Linked DNA regions of Hordeum vulgare: region 2 is linked to region 1. Evidence: chromatin contacts called from public Hi-C data. All regions are on one chromosome and are shown on one strand. The core of a region is the stretch at or near the end of the contact, and the rest is flanking DNA. Distances in the headings are between cores, read along the strand shown.

Region 1 (3,457 bases), core at 466-2,965:
CCGAGGAGATGGTGGTGTTTGGTCGCTGGGAGCCCGTGTTGTACATGTCACCATGAGAGCGTGTGAGTGCAGCTATGCAGAAGAACCACCTGAACAAACAAGCAAAGAAACAAACCATTGGAAAATAGAATGTATCTGATGCTGTACTTTTTCACTCCTGACAAGGGTCAAGGAGAAATTATTCCATCCAAGCATGTGTGTGCTGGCTGCTTATTTGTTCTTATTAGTGCAAGGTGAAAGGACTCAGATGCAGGACTCCGGAGGAAAAGAACCTGGCAGGGTCCAGTGAAGTTATGTGCAGGTTACAAAACAAATGTAGTGCAAATGGGCGATACCTTTGTCTTTTATTTAGTGCAGTATTTTTTTCCTTTTGTTGAACAGAAGGAGAGTAGAGTAGACAAGGATGTCGGATGTTTGTTGAATGCACCTGGTTTTCTCATAGCAATATCTGACCGTTTTCTTGTTTTGCAATGATTTCTACTTCCTCCGTACCTAAATAATTGAAGTTGTGAAGAACTAATTAACAGTGATGCCCAAAATCAGGGATGGTCAAAGTGAGTCACAGAGCAGTCCTCGTCTCGGCGACCAACTCCAAGGTGGTCAATTCAATTGGCACCCAAATATAAGAGCACTGATTCCATCAAGAAATGATGTTCAATGGAGGAGCACACGACTGTCAGTGTCAGGTCAGCAGAGAGTAGACAAGAATCAGAATTACAAAGAACAAGATGCGGCTTGAATCGATGAAACCTCGATGTACGATCCGGCAATTGAAAACAAAAACGGCAGACTAATCCCATGTCTTGAACCTGAATCACTGCACTACAAGCTGAATCTGCTCTGAGATCGAGTCATCAATAGTCAAGGATCGGCGACATGCCGTCAGGACGCCGTCGGACTCGGCGCATCCGGGGCCGGCGGCGGGGCAGGCAGCAACTCCGGCGGTGGCGGCACCAGCGCGACCGGAGGCGGCTGTGACGCGAACGCCGGCGGCGGTGCCAACGCAGCCGGAGGCGGCTGTGACGCAGATTCCGGCGCCGGTGGAGCAATTGCCGGTGGCGGCGGCACCAGCACGTCCGGGGGCGGCGGGGACGCAAATGTGGGCGGCGAGGGCGACGCAATTGGTGCTGGCGGCGGCTGCAGAGGGGGCACCAGCGGCTGCTGCGGCGGCGGCAAGGGGGTTTCTGGGGCAGGAAAGGTGGGATTGGGCGGCGGCGGCGGAGCGGTGGCCGCGGTGAAAGGCATGGACGGCTGTTGGCTGGCGGTCCCGGGGGGGACTGGCTGACACCCTTCGGCGGCGGTGGCGCAGGCGGCGCCGGAGTTGCGGCTGGACTTGGCGCGGTGGACGACGGCGCCGACGGCAACGATGAGACCGACGACGGCGAGCGCGGCCACGACGGCGAAGAAGATCTTGGTCGCCTTCCCCACGTAGCACCACCGCATGGCTGCTGCTCCCTCTCTCTCCGGTGGCTGGCACTGTGCTGGAAGGTGTGCTCGTGTGTGTGTGTGTGTACGTGTGTAGGCAGTAAACAGCGGCAGCGGAGGTCCTCTGCTCTATGTACTGGAGCTCAGACGAGGGACACCGCCCGATCGAAGGGGAGAACGGTCCAGATTTTACCCTGGGTGAAACAGTGGGGCTGCCCAGGCAGATCGGTTGACCCCTGCAGGCTGCAGGCTGCAGTGCAGGGTGGGTGCTCCTCTCAAGGAACCACCCCCATCCATGATCCGTCGTCCATCTATACGTCTGCTTTGGAACAAGCACAGCACTAATGAGGTGAAAACCTGGGTTCACGGCAGAGCCATCCTCTCGCTATGTATTCCATTTTCTCCTGCTGCCATGAAGAACCCACCTACTACCGTTTCCCTTTTTTAAGGGATGAAGTACATGAAGATATTTAAAGAAAAGGAAAACGAACCAGTGGAGAAAATGGGTGCACTTCTTTTTGAGAAAGAAAAAAGAAAAAAATAATGTATTTTCTTTCATAAGAGAAGAATCATGTGTGTGGTGTAAGAGCATCTACACTCGTACATCTCAAATCCATCTCAAATGTCTGGATAAGCGCCCCAATCACTGATCAATTACGATAAATCGACCCACACGAATGCCCTAAACGGATCTCAAACGTCCGGGTTGACCGAGAGCCCTCATATTCAGTCCAAATATGAGTCAAATATGGGGGTGCCACGACACGCCCATCGTGTCAGCCTCACAGCGTGGACATACGCAGAATCGTCCGAAAACCTAGCAGTCTGACGGACGCCTCCTCTGGTGGAGGGGGTGTGTGTGAACATCGTGTGGCGTCGGTCCGACTTGCCACCCGAGGTCAAATCCGGCTTTTAAAGTCGCTCCCCTAAACCTATCCCATCCACCTCCTCCCTCTCCACATTGCCAACCTGAGCCCATCAATGTCCTCTTTCCCGCTTCAGCACTCGTCCGCTACTTGAAAAGGGCTTATAGATGATCTCAAATCAGTGGCGGGCGCAGTATAGTACCCGCCACTGCTATTAGCAGTGGCGGGCTTCAAAATCCGTCCGCCACTACTATTGGCTTACGAGTGGTGGGTGCAAACTCACATCTTTCCAGATTTGTGATGGAACAAATGTTACCTGTGGGAGGCACAAAATTACACCCGTCACTGGTAGTTGAGTTAGCAGTGGCAGGCGGCGATAAATGTCCACCGTAATTTTTTTTTTTAAATTCACGATAAATCTTTAAAAAAATAGGAGTGGCATGCTGCAATACTTGTCACTACTTTCTAACTCAAATAGCAATGTCGGGCCTTGAAAATCACCCGTCACAAGCTCAGCGCACATAAACAGTTGTGCCATAGATTGATGATGTGCCCCACATCCATCCCACGCCCATGCATCTAAAGAAAAGGAGGGAAAAGGAAAAAAAAAAGAAATGGGACAGAAACAAATTCCCTCTCTCTCTCTCTCCCTCATCTCTCCCTCTCCCTCTCCCCCACGAACTCCTCGACAACGCCACTACCCATGCCGTCCGGTTCCGGCGAGCTCCGGTTACGGGATGCACACTCTCGTGCCCTCCAAGGTCCGACCCTCCCTCCCCCCGGCCATATCAGACGCTCAAGGCCTCTCCCCACCCCTATGGTTAGGTTTTCGAACGCCTCCCCTGTTCTTTGCCAGGATTCGCCACAACCAGCGACGGTGAGGTCACAGGGTACTGAATCCAACACATGTGTGGCCCAGGTTGGTCCTCTCCTCCTTGTTTGCCCCACCCTCTCCTCCCCACCTCACCTCAATTTCTATTCGTGTGATTTCCTTTGTTGCGGATCCATGGCGCGAACGGAACATGTTAGTGAGCAGCACAAGGAGGAGGAGCTCAAGCACGACCAACGCGACACACATTGCAGCTCCCCGCCCCCCCCCCCCTCCCTCCGCAGATCATCATCCACAAGCAAATGAATGGATTAATAAAATATTGTTAGTGAGTAGA
Region 2 (3,457 bases), core at 497-2,996, 220 kb after region 1:
GCTGAAGAGAGCAGTATCGACGCAGGAGCTAAAGAAATCAGAGGCAAGGAAATGTGAAAAAGATTTACTTCAACTGCCACAATTCAAAACTCCTCAGCAGCCTGATGACCCATTATTGACAACTTGATATATATAATTTGAAAAGGAGGGTAACCTTCGGCCTCTGCATCGAAAGATGCATACGACTCACAACCTATAACTTTAATAAGTTACTCCCTAAACTTGATCGACATGCTTCGAGATGTTAGAGCTCAAAAGGTTTTTGAATCACTTGAAAAGGGCGAGATTGAAAGTGGAAGTGGGCTAAATCAAGAGATGGGACTAGCTAGACCCAACGATACTCGGGGTTCTTATTTTAAAACCATTATGCACGTTGTTAACATATATTCCACAATCCTTGAAGTACTTGATGCTATTGGAAAAGATCCTTCACAAAAGGTGAGTGGACAAGAATACATGGAGTTACTCAAGCCATTGAATCATTTGACTTTGTTTTCAATCTTCACTTGATGCTTGTTATTCTTGGCTATACAAATGAGTTGTCCAAATCTTTGCAAAAGAGAGATCAAGATACTATTAATGCAGTGGCACTTGTTAGTTTGGCAAAGAGTAGAATGCGACACATGAGGTGTCATGGTTAGGAAGAATTTCTTGCAAAGCTAACCCTATTTTGCCAGAAACATGACATTCAAGTTCCTTTGTGGGAGGATACTTATGCAGGGGCAGAATTAGCATGGGTTCACGTCTAGGGCCAAATTAGCTTCAGTGGTGTATTTTAGAGATTTTTTGTACTTAGTAAGTAGGTATTACAAAGACTATTGTCACTACACCTAGGGCTATAGCCCCATTTTCCCTAGGCCTGATTCCAACATTGTACTTATGAGCATCATGGAATATCACGTTGGTATAATGAAGTTCAAACAAATGATGATCGTTATAAAAGAGAAGTATATCTTGGTGTCATTGATCAAACCATTCTATCCCATGGACATATCAAGCACGGATTTGATAAGGCTAGAATTTCAACTTGCTACTTTTATTGATGATACGAGACAAGATGATATTGGTGAGCTCTCTATTTTACTTGTTGCAACAAAGAATCATATTCTCTATGATTTGGTCTACTTACTCATCAAATTGATATTGATTTTACCGATGGCAACAACGAGTGTTGAAAGGGTATTTTCTGCAATGAATCTAGTGAAAAATAAATTAAGGACTAGTATGGGTGATGATCGTTTGGTGACAATTATTAAGCGAGATGTGTTCATGAAAGTAAATGAAGATGACATAGTTGATGCTTTCATGACAATGCAACGACGTAGAGTTACCTAGTGTTGTAATTTTCTACTTCTGTTACTTTCATGTAAGTCTTTTCTATTGTAACTGGGCACATTTGAAATACATTTTATGTACTAAATGGTTGTGAGATTTCAATTGAGCTATTTATGTTACTCATTTGACATATTTTGATACATTTGGATTAGGTAGGAAAAAAATAGAGTGCGCATGCCCTTTATTTTATTCCTGGGTACCCACACAATGGAACGCAAAAATATCCAGCCGAGCGAGCAGTAAATCCACCATACGGGATGTGCATACTTAATACTCCTACATTGCAACAAATAATCGTGAAAAAAAATGGAAAAAGAAACCATATGCGATCAGGCACATGACGAAGGAAGGGTCACATGAATGAAGAAGAGAGAAAAGCCACATATCGACCCGAATAGCGAAGTGTGGGAGCCGCGATGGCGGGCACTGGCAGCCATACATTGGGCTATCCAAAATCTCATCTCTCGCCCAATCCCGGCCTCACGATCTCAATTCTCACCCCGCGTGCACCACAAGCTCCAATCCCCTAACTCGTATATACAGCCACGCCCGCCTCACCGTCCTTGATCTTCCCCCCTATCTGATCGGATCCTTTGGACATGGCGTCGCCCATGCTCTCCACGGCCATGGCGCCACTCCAGGTATTGCTCGTGTTCCATTTCCATTCCATGCTTGCGTAGTAGTACAGTTCTTCCATGTTTGTGACGCGCGGTGGTTATGTAACTGGACTGCCATGCATCCTCTGTCGATCCAGGGGGGCATGCTGGAGTTCTCCGGGCTGAGGAGCTCGTCGTCGCTGCCGCTCCGGCGGAATGCCACCTCCGACGACTTCATGTCCGCCGTCTCCTTCAGGACATACGCGGTATGATATGAATATGATGGGCGGAATGTGGCTGTCACCTAGGAGTACGTAGCTCGCTTGGTCGCATGCCATGAGACATGAGCGGCGCGTGGTACGGTGGTTGCAGGTGAGCACGAGCGGCGGGTCGCGGAAGGCGCCGACGGAGGCGAAGCTCAAGGTGGCGATCAACGGGTTCGGGCGCATCGGGCGCAACTTCCTGCGGTGCTGGCACGGGCGCGGCGACAGCTCGCCGCTGGAGGTGATCGCCATCAACGACACCGGAGGCGTGAAGCAGGCGTCCCACCTCCTCAAGTACGACTCCACGCTGGGCATCTTCGACGCGGACGTCAAGCCCGTGGGCGACAACGCCATCTCCGTCGACGGCAAGGTGATCAAGGTCGTGTCCGACCGCAACCCCTCCAACCTGCCGTGGGGCGAGATGGGCATCGACCTCGTCATCGAGGGCACCGGCGTCTTCGTCGACCGCGCCGGCGCGGGCAAGCATCTCGAGGCCGGAGCCAAGAAGGTGCTCATCACCGCGCCCGGCAAGGGCGACATCCCCACCTACGTCTGCGGCGTCAACGCCGACCTCTACACCCACGCCGACACCATCATCAGCAACGCCTCATGCACCACCAACTGCCTCGCCCCCTTCGTCAAGGTCCTCGACCAAAAGTTCGGTACGTGCCCGTCTCCCTCCCTCTCTCTCTCTCTCAACTGAATCAACTTGTTGACGATGACTAATGGCGGCGGTGGCAATGGCGCAGGCATCATCAAGGGAACCATGACCACAACCCACTCGTACACCGGCGACCAGAGGCTGCTCGACGCGAGCCACCGCGACCTGCGCCGTGCCCGCGCCGCCGCCCTCAACATAGTGCCGACCTCCACCGGCGCGGCCAAGGCCGTGGCGCTGGTGCTCCCCAACCTCAAGGGCAAGCTCAACGGGATCGCGCTCCGGGTGCCCACCCCCAACGTGTCCGTCGTCGACCTCGTGGTGCAGGTCTCCAAGAAGACCCTCGCCGAGGAGGTGAACCAGGCGTTCCGCGACGCCGCCGCCAACGAGCTCAAGGGCATCCTCGACGTCTGCGACGAGCCCCTCGTGTCCGTCGACTTCAGGTGCTCCGACGTCTCCTCCACCATCGACGCGTCGCTCAGCATGGTCATGGGAGACGACATGGTCAAGGTCATTGCATGGTACGACAACGAGTGGGGTTACTCCCAGAGGGTCGTCGACCTCGCCGACATCGTCGCCAACCAATGGAAGTGAACGCCCCCCCA

Evidence for each region. A called contact is a pair of places that touch in the nucleus more often than the background predicts.
Region 2: a Hi-C map of leaf shows a contact between it and region 1, with 2.9 times the contacts expected there. The contact joins the promoter of LOC123426905 here to the promoter of LOC123430371 in region 1. A contact is called at or near these places in 2 of 6 Hi-C or Micro-C datasets (both in leaf).

The regions. Positions count from the first base shown.
Region 1 is chr2H:510,329,939-510,333,395 of MorexV3_pseudomolecules_assembly, forward strand. LOC123430371 (extensin-like) reads right to left here and starts at 1,716. Exons shown (of 1, transcript XM_045114236.1): 1 at 610-1,716. The coding sequence starts at 1,443. The coding sequence ends at 883.
Region 2 is chr2H:510,548,286-510,551,742 of MorexV3_pseudomolecules_assembly, forward strand. It overlaps LOC123426905 (glyceraldehyde-3-phosphate dehydrogenase A, chloroplastic), which reads left to right and starts at 1,747. Exons shown (of 4, transcript XM_045110813.1): 1 at 1,747-1,976; 2 at 2,090-2,197; 3 at 2,304-2,856; 4 at 2,944-3,457. The coding sequence starts at 1,935. The coding sequence ends at 3,446.